Regions from separate parts of the Oryctolagus cuniculus genome. Here region 1 is linked to region 2. A link is a contact called in public Micro-C data. All regions are on one chromosome and are shown on one strand. The core of a region is the stretch at or near the end of the contact, and the rest is flanking DNA. Distances in the headings are between cores, read along the strand shown.

Region 1 (6,819 bases), core at 1,682-4,181, 60 kb after region 2:
AGTTGCAAAGCAGGGAGACCGGGCCGGGGAAGTGGCGGGCCTGAGGCTCCGGGAAACAATGGGGAAGGGACCGGGGACGCTCGCCGAGACCCCCTCCCGCCCAGATTCCCGGATTTGAAACCACTTTTCTTTGCCCTGGCCAGCCAGTGCCAGACTCCCCCTCAGGTCACGTCAAGGTAGCCAGACTGCTGACTGGACAGTCGGCACATGTCTGTGGCAGCCGAGAGGAAAGGGAGCCACTCCGACACGTCGCCCGCGACCTCGGGGGTCCCGCTCGCTCTCCTCACGCCAGCCCCCTCTACGAGGGTCTCTGGCCAAAAGTTGCGCCCAGGGCGACTCTGCACCTGTGAAAGCCGGCAGCGGCTGGCGCCCCGTACGAGGCGTCCCCCTCGTGGCCCCAACAGGCCGGAGAGAGGGACAGCAGCAGGGCATGCCGCGACGCGGGCCCCGGGAGCCCACGGAAGCCCGGGAACGCACTCGCGCGAGCGCGGGCGGGGGCGGCCGCTCGGGAGGGACCTTTACCGGCGCACGCCGGTTCCAAGCCGCGCCCCAGCCGGCCGGAGCCCACTCTCCCCACCCGCGCCGGCCCAATCCAATCAGCGCCCGGCATCGCCTTAGCAACAGGCTAACAAACCTGGCCCCGCCCCTCGCCGGCCGCCCGGGGCGGGGCCTCCGCTGCCAGGCTCGTGTGAGAGCTCTCAGCTAAAGTCATTGAAACTACTCCAGGCAGAAGCTCGTCCACGCGTGGCCGGCTTCGGGGGGCGCCCGGCTGGGTGCGGGGCGTTCGGTTTTCCTCACCACGAAGTCGAGGTGCAGCTAACGACCTTGCTTTCCGCCCCAACGCATTGTTCTACTTTCCCTTCACTGCAAGGCTCAACTCTTGAGAGAAAAACCTTTTGTTTCTTCTCATTTTATAAAAGGCTCGAAATCAAACTCGCGTGTGCGCTTTGCAGCACACAGCAGAACTGTCATCAGGCGCTTTGCATTTCCTATCAGAGTTAACGCTTGGGAAGATGAACTAGAAATTACTTCAAGATGCAAAACCACCTAGGTGAACTGTGGAAACCCTGCCGAAGAACTGATTTCACCTGAGCATTTAAAAAAAAAATGCAATAATGCTGTAACTCAACGCTTCCTTTATTTCTCCCTTCCCTTAATTCAATTAGCATTTCCCTGGGATGTATATCTTGAATATAAAAACGCAGATAAAAGCGAGCCTCTTTCTGAAAAAGTCAGCATTTGCACTAAATACTGCATTAAAAAGGAGAAGCACAAAATTACATAACCAGTTTTAACATTATATTCTTCTTGGGCTAGAATTAAGTCATCGCCACCACCTGACGCGTGTAACCAATCTGCTGAGAGCTGCACAAGCGCCCCTCCTCACCACCCCCCAGAACTGGTCCGAAACAGGATTGAACCGCTTCTAACAAAGGGTGGAAACTTAGAAAAACAAGCTTAGAGTCTCCTATATTTCCACAATGTAGCCATCTAAACAATAGAGGGGAAATCTCAGGACCCCCTCTCCCTTTGACAACCCTCCATCTCCCCCTTCTAACCAAAAATCAAGTCCAGTGTGCGGTCTACTTTTCAATTCCATTGGACTGGCAGGGTTTCATTGAATGCACGTTCCAAAGTTAGACATGATGCTTGGAGAAGAAACTGCTGGCCCTGAATGGCTTCTGAACCTGACTGAACACCGGCCACGGTGATAGATACTGTCTTTTAAAATAAGGAATGCTTGATGCAAAATTCCCAAAGCATTGGAAAGAAGAGGTTAAAAAAAAAAAAAAACACGTGGGGTGTTGGTAATACCATATGTCAAAATAAGCCAGGGAAACCCTCTCTCAAAGAACAATGATCAATTCCTTATAAAGTCCTTTGCACGTTAATATTAAAAGGAAACACATCTACTAACCCTCCTAAAATGTTATTTCATTCCTTCCTTCAAGCTCAGGTTTTGAGCTAAGGTTGCAAAGAAAAAGGAAAAAATTTTAAAAATCTGATGCCGGACCGCAGCTTTCATCAATTCATTTGAAAACGTAGCAGTAAAATCATGGACTCGGAGGCAAGCAGAATTTCCGAGTGAGGTGCAAATGGACCGCAAGTGCGTATGGCACAGCCCGAGCCGGGTCCAGGGGTGGTGGAGACGAGGTGCAGTTTGCAGTCGCTTTGCAGATGCCGGCACGCATTACAGCCTCCCGTCAAGGAGAACCCAAACCTCGCAACTTTGCTAGCCTCCAGCAAACGGCCGAGCTACGCTGCGAGAACCACGTCCACCCGAGAAAGCCAGCCTGCAGACTGCCGAATGGTAGGAAAACTTACCTCTTTCGTGCCCAATTAAGATGTCTTTATGGTTGAAGTATTCTACTTCTTCGGTGTAGTTCTGCGTGTAGGCAGTATTGGAGCCGGCGTTTCTAGACTCCGTCCAGCGTACTTTCGCATGTCCTCTTGCATGAATTTTAAGCGATTTTACTCTGATTTCCCCAGTAACTTCTAAATTCACCCTTCCTGAGACAGTATCCCCGCTGGAATACACGGGGACATTGCTGTCATTCAGACAGTCGAAGCTTATTGTCAAATTCTTCACCTTCCCCAGCACCATGTTGATAACAAAAATCTATAAAAAATATAATGTAAGACCCCCAAAAAAGTCAAGATCGCATATAAAATGGGATCTTCACTCAACACTGATCGATGCTTCTGCCGTGCAAAAATGCAAACCCTTGCAGGCAGGATCAGTAGCTCCTTACAGACAGTTCATTGAGAGCTCTTAAAAGTCAGGGCAGCAGAGAGGCTGCGGCGGCGGCTCCGCGCGCCCGCCCGTCTCAGTGGTCTCCTTACAAAGACGGGCGGCCGGAGCCTGCCAGCTCACTTTAAGAGCAGCTTTGTGAAAAACAACCCCAGTGCGCACGCGCACGCCGCCGCGGCCGCCGGCCCCCCGGGCGCGCGCCCCCGCCGCGCCGCGCCGCGCCGCGCTCGCGCCCTCGCCGGGCACGCGCGCGGGTACAGTAGGCGTGGAGCCGGGGAAGCCGGCACGGGCGCTGCCGGGAGGCCCGGCCGGACTTCGCTGCATTGTGGGCTCCCATTGGCGGGCGGGCTGCCGGAAAGCCCCGGCGTGCTCCCCGGAGCCGCTGGCCGGGCGGCCTCTGACAGAGCGACCGCCGGCGGGGCGCTGAGGGACCGCGGGCCGCGTGGAGGGGCGGCCGGGCCGGCGCACGCGTTAGCGGCGCTGCGCGGATTCGCCCGCCGCCTGCCTGGGAGGAGGAGGAAGGGGGAGAAACCGGTCGGGCCAGCGGCTGGGTGGCTGAGCCTGAGCTAACGACTTTCGGGAGGAAAAAAAAAAAAAGTCCTGAAAACCGGGCCAGGAATCGTGGTCACAGACGAGAGCAGTCTCGGCGTGGATTTTATGCGCGTCCGTAGATGGCTGTAGACGGGGTGGAAGTGAGCTCCCTGGAGGCCAAAAGGGGGCCTGCGGAGCGGACGCCCTAAGGCAGCGAGGAAGAGGCGTAGGTCCCGTCCCCTCGGGGGGCTGTGCCGGCTCCGGCTACCCCGAGCGAGTCGCTGGCGACGTTGGGGGCAGGCGGCCCGCTTCCCCCGAGGAAGCCGAGGTCCTTGTTAGGGACGCCAGCCGTGGCCGGAGTCAGGGTGCAGGGTGCGCGGCTGCAGCCCTCGCGTCCACAGTGCCACCTTGCAGAAGGCAGGTGGCACGGTGGCGGCTCGGCGCACAGCCTTGGTGGGGAGTTGCTGGAGCGCGAGCGATGGTTTGAAGGAGCGAGATGCAGCGTGTGGAAAGCATAATTCTTAGCATCAGTGAGGATGCGGATTCTGCGGAGCCGCGGTTGTCCGCTGGACTGTTCAGCCTAGTCATTCCCGTGCATCCTAATAGGTACATTTGTCTTTTTTGATTGTGAGTGTTTCGGTAAGAAATAGCAGAGCCTGCGTCACGCCCCACTGGGATGCAGAGTGTAACAGCACAAACTCGTGTAGATTACTGGCCTCCGCAGAGCTGCTGTCAGGAGAGCTATAGAAAGACAGAAAAAGATGGGAATCTGAAGCCACATATACGTAACCAGGAATTCTTGGGAAGGTTTTTGGCTACGGCTGTGTCCATACGTTTTAGATTCTTCTGCGTAGTATGTTTGGGTAGATGGAGCCCGGGAGTCACAATAAATGATACTCGGCCTTGCTGTTTTGGAGGAAGTGAAATTTTACTGGGTTGGGTTTTAGTTGACAAGGCAATGTCTAAGGACTCCGGAGCAATAATCTGGAAAGGGTAAATCTGAACACGGTTTGGACGGTGAGTGATGCCGTTTATATGAGTTTTAAGGTTTAAAAATAAGAATTTGTGTATTTCCGTATTGGAAAATTCTCCCCTTCCTCCCCCCTTGGTTGACACCTGGTGGAAAATCTAGGTAAAGTACCTGGGTCCTTGTACTAGCTTAGATTACAGATACTACTTATGTTTTTCCGCCCCCTACGGGTAGAAATGGTGAATTTGCTGGAATGTCAGCTTTTCCTCACCATAGGGTTAATGGTATTTATTAGGCATTACAATGACATTGAGCAAGAGAAATTTAAATGTGCAACACGGAAAGAGTACATAAATTCACCACTAAATGTATAGCTACTGGAGGCTAGTCAGAATGAATATTTTAGAATTTTAGTAAGATTAATTAAAATTAATTGTTTCTTAAGAAATAAGAATTATTAAAAAAATAAGAATTAGCTGTGTAAATAGACTAGAATTGCATATAAAAAGAAGCCCTAGGATATTTATCCACATTTTGGAAAGTTGTTTTAATACATTAAGTGATTGATTCACTGTATGCCTTGTGTTTAAAGTTTTTAGGGTCTTTTGAATCATTGCCATTATTATCTATTTTACTGTTTTTCTTTATTCCTAAATAGTAACTGACAGATTGCTGGGAAATCCTTATCTGCCACCATTTTTGCTCAGGAGCCCACTCGTTTACACTTTGTATCACCTTTCTTCCGTGTAGACTTGGCGGCATGACTGTTCCTCAGGTGTTTTTAATTATTGGCTTCATTTTGTTTTCCTCTCCTGTTTTCTCCAACAATGAAAATCCCAGAGACAGAGACCCCTAAATCTTTGTTTATCTTTTTCATTTCTCAAAGAAAAAGAAAAAGCCCTTAGACCACATTTTGATTGTTTCCTCTCCTCTCGTGGCTTTCATAGCCTCCCCTTTGCCAGACTCCCTGGCTAACTGTCTGTACATTAGGCCCCCTGGGAATGCTGTCCAGTGGAACTTGTCTCTGGCTGTTCGGCTTGCTTCGCTGGGCTCCTACTGTGCTTTGCACCAAATTTTAGCTATTCATCTTTACCACCAAGGCTCTTTCCTACCACCCCAGCCTACGTCTCATCTGCCATCTCCTCCTACTCATCCGCTAACTCTCTATGCTCCTGTCAACTGCATCTTCTGTCCCCTTTGTTAGCTCATCTCACTGTTGCCAATGTGCAGTTACGCACTGGTTCCTGTGCCCAGAACAGCTTCCCACTGCTGTCTTATCTCCTTTCCCGTCTCACCCCTCCACAGACTCGCTTGGCACAACTGAGTAGATAGAATAACTAGCCCCTCTTTCATGGCTTCTAAGGTAGGCCATCTCTTTTTATGGTGTATATACTTCTTGAATTTTGAATCAAATGGCTGTTGTACTTTGATGTGCAGAAGTTTGCAGTGGATGCTGGCTTAAGTAGTTGTCCTAGCCCTGGTGTTTCAGCCATTTGAGAAGTAGATGAAAGATATCTGTCACCTTGCCCTTCAAGTAAATGAATCTTTTTGAAAAAAGTGTGAACTCTGTCCAAAAAAACTGACAAATGGTAATTATTATCAAGGTATGTAATATTGAGATATCTCAAACTGACTACCAAGTATGTAGTTTTTCACATATCAACTATATATACAAAAGCAAACCATTTTAATGGCTCAATGTGGGACACCTAGATAGAGTTCTGGGCTCCTGGCTTTGGCCTGGCCCATCCATGTCTATTGTCAGTATTTGGGGAGTGAACTAGTTGATGAACCAATCTCCTCTTTCTCTTTCTGCCTTCCAAACAAATAACATTTTAAAGCAACCCATCTCAAGCAAAAATTTAGATGTTTGGTGGTCAGAAAAACCATACCTATAGTTAGAATTTGTTTCTCACAGAAAAATATGAAATCCATGCTTAATATTTATCTTAATTAACACCTGACAGGTTTGAGTGCTGTGTAACTAAGGTTTTATTTTATTTTTTGTAAGTCTTAATCCTCTATTTCAAGGTTTTGTAACTCTGACTCAACTCTTTAACATTGTCAAAATGCAACAGGTTTGACTTTGGTATGGAGACTGGAGTAAAGATTTGATATATTATTAGCAAAATGAGTAATATTTTAAAAATATATTTGAAAGTGAATTACATATTATTTTGTTTCATTCTTCATCCTTAATGGACATATAAATAAATTACAGGTTTTGTGGTAAGTTCAGAAACAAATTTATTTTCTGTTCTCTCTCTTTAAGAAATAGTATAATTTGTGTTGTATGGGTATAATTTAACCTGTTGTTTTTTATAACTTGATTAAAAGAATATCTACCCAGAGTTATCATTGTTAATATTTTTACATGTTTCTGTCTAGATGTATAACCAAAAAGCAAACAAATAAATAAAAAGCCAGACTCCACCGCTTCCCAGTGGGTCTTTCTGCAAATCCAGAAGGAGAGGAAAACTTGGAAGAGTTTTTTCATACACAGGTGGCAATGAGAGAATGTTGCAAGGTACCACATTGGGGGAGTGGCCTAAGGACTTGGGCCATC
Region 2 (6,863 bases), core at 2,516-5,015:
AGAGGGGTTGATTTTCCTCTGCCTGTACACATCACCTACGTATGCAGTGGTGCCTCAGTATACATGAGGGTTGGGTCTAGAATCTCCACCTCCCATAAATACCAAAATCCACAAGTGTTTAGTCCATTATACAAAATGGCATAATGGGGTCAGCATTGTAACATAGCAAGTTAAGCCCCTGCTTGCAAAACTGGCATCCAATAGCAGAGATCCAGTCAGAGCCTTGACACCTGTGCCTCTGATCCAGCTCCTTGCTAATGTGCCTGGGAAAGCAACAGAAAATGCCTGAGTACTTGGCTCCCTACCACCCATGTGGGAGACCAGGATCGAGTTCCGGGCTCCTGGCTTTCTCTTGGAAAGCCCCAGACATTGCAGCCATTTGGAGAGTGAAGCAACCAACAGAAGATCGATATCTCTCTCTCTGTCGCTCTGCCTTTGAAATAAATAAATAAATAAATCCTTAAAATAAAGAAATAAAGTGGTGTAGTATTTGCATGTAATCTACATAGCACATTCTCCCTTATACTTTAAATTATCTCTGGATGACTTACAATTCCTAAAGCAGAGTAAAATTTATATCAATCATTGTTATACGTTATTGTTTCAGACAAATGATAAGAAAACAATGTCTGAGCATGTCGAACCCACAGACACGGAACCCACTATAGGAGTCACTTGTGCACCTTTTCAGCAAAGTATCATCTTCCCCAAAGTCCTTGTTGATTGCAAGAGCTTGAACACTCTGTTCTTGAACTGGTGAGAAGATTGGCTTCATTAGTTCTCATTTAGTGACTCAAATCTGTGGCGCCAAGGAAGGCCTTTATCCTGGGTTGTCTCTGTTTATCCGTCTGGAAAAGGAGGGTGACAATTCTCAGGAGCCTGGTCTGGAAGAGACTGCCAAGGACTTTGTCACATTATGCAGATGTTTCCCCTCGATGAGTTAGATGTTCAGATACTGGTATATTTTCACAGATGTTGAGCAAAAGCAAAAACAAAACAACAACAAAAATATCCCAGAGATAGGCTCATAGATTTTAACAATAGTGATGTGTGCCCTGATGTGTGAAGCTTACATATGGTTATTTTCTAATCTACAGTCATGGATTAGAGACCATTTGGTTCAGTGTTTCTTTTCTTTTTTTTTTAAGATTTATTTTATTTATTTGAAAGGCAGTGGTACAGAGAGAGAGAGGGAGAGATGAGAGAGAGAGAGAAAGAGACATAGAGAATCTTCCATCTGCTGGTCACTTCTCAGATGGTGGCAACAGCCAGAGCTGAACCAGTAGAAGGGAAGCCAGGAGGCAGGAACTCCATCCAGGTTTCCCACATGGGTGCAGGACCCCAAACACTTGGGCCATTCTCTGCTCCTTTCCCAGGCACATTAGCAGGGAGCTGGATCAGAAGTGGGGTACCCTGGACTCCAGTTAGTGCTAATATGGGATGCTGGCATCACAGGTGATGGCTTAACCCACTGAGCCACAATGCTGCCCTGGTCCAGTGTTACTTAAGCTGTGTGTGCCCATATTCCCCTGTGGAATCTTTAAACATACACATGCCCGGGCTCACATGATTTTCCCCTGCTTAAGAACCTAGAAAGGTGACAAATATCTTTCTTTTTATGTAAAATAGGACTTTGAGGATGTAGCATCAGGACTCAAATCCTGTCTTCTGACATCTACTGATAGATTTTTGTTCCTGCATGATATGAGGCCTCTATTAGCTTATATTGATGCATTTTTAATTTTTTCTATATATATAAATTGCAGTAACCACTAGAATTTTCTCTGTACTATTCAATAATTTCTAAATATTTCTCTCTTTCTCTTTATTATCTAATTTAAAAAGCCTTGAAATAAATTGAATCCTCCATCAGTTTTAAAAGCACATGCAACTTGTATTAGGGCATTTATCAATCAGTATGGTCCTGGGTTAAAGACATTTCATCCTCCTTTCTCTAATCCTCCTGAATGTGAACTCCTGGAGATAGAAGTCAACATACTCATTGACTTTGGAACAATATAAAGAAATAAAAGTACATATACCAGGTACTGAACCAGTGATCTTAGACCTTGTTTCTCATAGCCAGCATTAAAATCACCTGGAGGGCTTCTAGAAGTACACACAGCTGGGCCTAGGTTTAGTTGAGATCTTGACAAGTTATTTAACTTCTCCATCAAACCAGCCCTTACCTCACTTTTTTCTCATCTGTAAAGCAGAAATTGACAGGCACGTCAATTTCACAGACATGAAAAATGAAATTAAAAGACCATTTATTTTGGTGTAAAGAAACATTGAAATCTATAGAAGGGGTCTTCAAAGAATGTATGAAAAATGCAAATTATGAAAAGACGATGCATAGATTTCAAAATGTTTTTGCACTAACCTTGACCTTTTTTAAAAAGATTTATTCATTTACTGAAAGTCAGAGTTGAGAGAGAGAGAGAGAGAGAGAGAGAGAGAGGTTTTCCATCTGCTAGTTCACTCCCCAAATGGCTGCAACAGCCAGAGCTGTGTCAGGCTGGAGCCAGGAGCCAGGAGCTTCTTCCAGGTCTCCCTTGTGGGTGCAGGGGCCCAAACACTTGGACCATCTTCCACTGCCTTCCCAGGCACAATAGTAGGGAGTTGGATCAGAAGTAGAGCAGCCAGGACACAAGCCATCTCCCATATGGGATGCTGGTGCAGCTTAACCCATTGCGCCAAAGTGCTGGCCCAAAATGGATCTTTTAATTCTATTTTCTCATAAACTTTTTGCATATTTTTCTATAATCCACACTGTAGTTGACTCCCTGAAGTTCAATCCCTTTCTCTCATGGCATAGCCAGCAATAAGACTCAGGGAATGCTCCAGTTCTAGGAGCAAATTCTAATTCATCCAAGTCACCTAGAATAAGACTAACCCTTTGAATCCAGGAAGTGGAACCTTGGTTAATTACTTGGTAGCATTCTTCCCCCTTGCCTGTGGCTACTGCTTCTGAGATAAGCACTGACTGCAGTTACACAGGGAAGAAGGAAGCTTTTCGGTTTTTTCCTTGTTTGTGACGTTGCTCTCTCCCCTGGCTAACTATGGGAAGGGAAGCGTTCCTGCTGCCGACCATGCTACAAGGGGGAATCAATGACAGCAGAAATCCAGCACTGGCTGGCAGGACCGGGACAGAGCCTGGGGCTCCCCCGACAATGTGGAGACCGCATTGCTGGACCAACCTCAGTGACTCCAGCCAAAAAATTGCTTCTATTGTTTCTAGTCCTTTGGAGTTTTTTCAGTACTTTCTAGTCAAACATCCTGATACGCTATCATGAAGGACAGGTGTAAGAACTAAATGAGGTAATTCATTACAAGGCTGTGGCATGTAATACGGACTTACCAAATATGAACTAAAATTGCTATCTGGGAAGTTATTAGGCCCAACTAAAATATATGCTCTTGACACCCTGGTTTCCTCTCTACCCATTCTCCTATCTCTGCCAAGAACGCAAATGACCTCACATGTTGTTGCCAGCTCCTGATGGAAAGTCCCCTTGGAGATAGTCTCACCATCAAAATCTAAGAAGCCAAAGCTACCAGGTGAATGAATATTTGTGTCTGTCATGGAGAACTTGACAGGAACAGGAAAAGGTTATTCCGGTGTTTATGGATTCATGTAACAACAGGCGAAGTGTAGAAAGGAGGTTCACAGAATAAGCAGCTCTTGTGGACATTGCTAGGCCACAGCTGAAGAAACAAAGGCTCAGGTGAAGCGAGCTGTTCCAAGTCTCCCAACAGAGCCGAACCTGGTCCAGGCCCACTGCTCGTGGTTCCCGCGGTGGACACCTGTTCTCTCACACCTGCAGGCACCCTTGACATTGCCCACCCTTGATTTCCTGGAGACTGCCAAAAATTATTTAGTTCCTAGATTTTTTATTAGGCTAACAGAATTATTGTTTTAACAGCAATTACATTTCTGGTCATTGCTTCACTCCAAAGTATGCCAAGAGAAAGTTTTAAACAGAAGAAAGAAAGAAGTGGAAGACACTGGTCATCCTCAGGGGACAGGTAGTTCCATTATTTCCATTACAACATTGTTTAGGATCCAGAATATACTGAGTAGTGTTTTAGACAAAAATTTCATGAGAATTGGCTAAGGATGTAGGGAAGAGATCCAGTTGAAATTAAAAAGAAAAAATCATTTTGAAAAAACAAATAATTTGAGTGAGGAGCTTGCAAGTCACTGGACTATGGCCTGGACTCTTTGGTGTGTGTGTGTGTGTGTGTTTGCATGTGTGTATATGTGTCCATGTGTGTGTAGGCCTGCCTGTACACATATGTGTGTGTGTGTGTGTGTGTGTCAGTGGTGATGTTGTGTCATTGCCTAATTCTTGGCGCCCAGTCAGTCCTCAAGAAAACCAGATTGGAAATTTGGAATCCATGCTTCAGAGGATAGAAACTGGCCTCCAGTCACTAAGGAAAAATCAAAACAAAACACACAAGAATTTAGAGAGGATATTGTTCCTGCCAAAAAATAATTTTTCCTTGATGTTGTTTCTTATTTGCGCCAATATTCCAATGGAAAAAATAGATAGATTGGTCAAGAGTTCAACATAATTTTCTGTGACATTTGACCTAAAGTAACATAATAAAAAATTAATGACAGAAAACTGCCTTGCTCTTCTGCCGACATATATATGACTGTTGGTCTCACACAGCTTATTTAAAAGAAAAAAGCAGAAAAAAGAAATCCAATGGTGTTTTGTTTTACTTGGAATGTTGACTCGCAAACTCATTCACTTAGTCATTCAATATATATATCAAGCATCTTAATATACATAAGCAACTTCCATATGCTAGGCTTAGAAGCTTTGGCTACACCAACGAACAAAACAAAAACAGTCACAAAACTGTGCTTGTGGGTGAGGACTTAAGTACTGTTGGGTTTCTGTGACTCTTTTGTGAATCAATTTTTCTTGCTGTTATTGCTATCACCCTTCTTGGCTAAACAGCTGTTTTCACGCTTTGATTTTGAAAACACCAGTGTGGATCCAGGTTCCAGTCCTTTGTGAAGCCAAATGATGTGACAGGTGAGAAGAATCGAGGTTCTCAAGTTGACTGCTGTGAGAGCAGACGCTGCCTGTGGGACAACCTGGAGAGCACAGGGAAAGAAAGGTGTCATTCAACAGAAGAAGAATCTATGTGATGGGACATACTGGAATTTCTAAGAGTGCTGACAATCTGCAGGAAAGTGATCAAGGTTTGAACCAGCTCTGTAGCTGTCTGTGCAGTGAGATGCAGAATATCTCACTAGTACTTTAAAAAATGTCAATTAAATCCCCAATAAACTGCAGTAATTTTGATGTGGATTTTTTCCTTCCTCTTTCCCCTCCATTTGTTCCTCCTCCTCCTCTTTCTTTTCCTCCTTCAGTCACAGGCATACAGAATGGGGCAGGTCAGGAGATCCTTGTCATGTTTGGGTTATACCTAATCTTTTAAAACATCCAGTGTTACTGAATTTTTTTTTTTTTTTTTGACAGGCAGAGTGGACAGTGAGAGAGAGAGACAGAGAGAAAGGTCTTCCTTTGCCATTGGTTCACCCTCCAATGGCTGCCGTGGCCGGCGCGCTGCAGCCGGCGCACCGCGCTGATCCGATGGCAGGAGCCAGGTACTTTTCCTGGTCTCCCATGGGGTGCAGGGCCCAAGTACTTGGGCCATCCTCCACTGCACTCGCTGGCCACAGCAGAGAGCTGGCCTGGAAGAGGGGCAACCAGGACAGAATCTGGCGCCCCGACCGGGACTAGAACCTGGTGTGCCGGCGCCGCTAGGTGGAGGATTAGCCTAGTGAGCCGTGGCGCTGGCCTCTGAATTTTATGTTTCGAAAAATATCGCTTCCACAAATTACACATGTTAAGCACTTTGTAAACACGTGGCCTGTTACCTATATAATATCTCTTTACAGAGCTTTCAGCTGGAGATCAACTTAAGACTCGTATGTTTATCAGAAGATGAGCACGTGTCTAGAAAGGCTGAGACATCCTGAATTACAGTATTCCGTCATTCAACAGAGGCCAAGGGTCACACCTTGCATTAGCTGCTGGCCTTAGGTGTGACCTAAGCTATGGCAGTAGAGGTAGTAATGGTAATGATAATAAAAGAAGCAGTGGTGGTGATGGCTTCTACCTACGAGATGCCTACTGTGTGCCAGGCACCATTCAGCGAATCCTTCCAACTCGTCTACAATTAGTTGTTCAAGGTCACACGGATTTGCAAGCCGTTCTTTGAAGCACCTGTTGGGCATGGCCCACCAGAGGAATCAGAACACGGTTCCGCTTACTCTCAGAAGTGATTCTCAGGACTTCTAGAGTTGACCTAGTGTCAGGAAGAGCTCGCCTGCTGCTGTACCTCTCTGTTAAGAGACTAAGTGTTGTGAGGCACTGCTGACTCTTCAAATCCACCCAAGAGCCAAAGCCTTTAGTCCTTTTGGAAATCTTACAGAAGAAAACAAATACCTTGATGCTTTCATGTTCATTTGCAAGTACAAGGAGAACAAAAAAATGGTGTTGAGGCAACTTTTTTTTTTAAGATTTATTTATTTACTTGAGAGGCAGAGTTACAGACAGAGAGGCAGAGACAGAGAGAGAGGTCTTCCATCCACTGCTTCACTCTGGCCTCAAAGGCCGGAGCTGGGTCAGGAGCCAGGAGCTTCTTCTGGGTCTCCCACGTGGGTACAGGGGCCCAAGCACTTGGGCTATCTTCTGTTGCTTTCCAAGGCCATCAGCAGGGAGCTGGATCAGAAGTGGAGTAGCTTTGACTCGAACTGGCAGCTAGATGGGATACTGGCACCACAGGTGGATTCTTAACCTACTATACCACAGAGCCGGCCCCAAGGCAACTGCTTG

What was found. A called contact is a pair of places that touch in the nucleus more often than the background predicts.
Region 1: a contact with region 2 is called in a Micro-C map of ear pinna, with 3 times the contacts expected there. The contact joins the promoter of ARRDC3 here to the enhancer-like site in region 2. A contact is called at or near these places in 5 of 6 Hi-C or Micro-C datasets (ear pinna, embryonic fibroblasts, psoas muscle and 2 more).

What each region holds. Positions count from the first base shown.
Region 1 is chr14:14,127,955-14,134,773 of mOryCun1.1, forward strand. ARRDC3 (arrestin domain containing 3) reads right to left here and starts at 2,932. Exons shown (of 8, transcript XM_002713914.5): 1 at 2,326-2,932. The coding sequence starts at 2,605.
Region 2 is chr14:14,066,971-14,073,833 of mOryCun1.1, forward strand. No RefSeq gene overlaps it. Among named protein-coding and RNA genes, the nearest start is that of ARRDC3, 60 kb to the right of the region's middle. Within about 2 kb of position 3,766, at least 2 of the 8 cell types and tissues checked have an H3K27ac peak or open chromatin away from gene starts, as enhancers often do. A contact at or near this core is called in ear pinna, where this site is marked.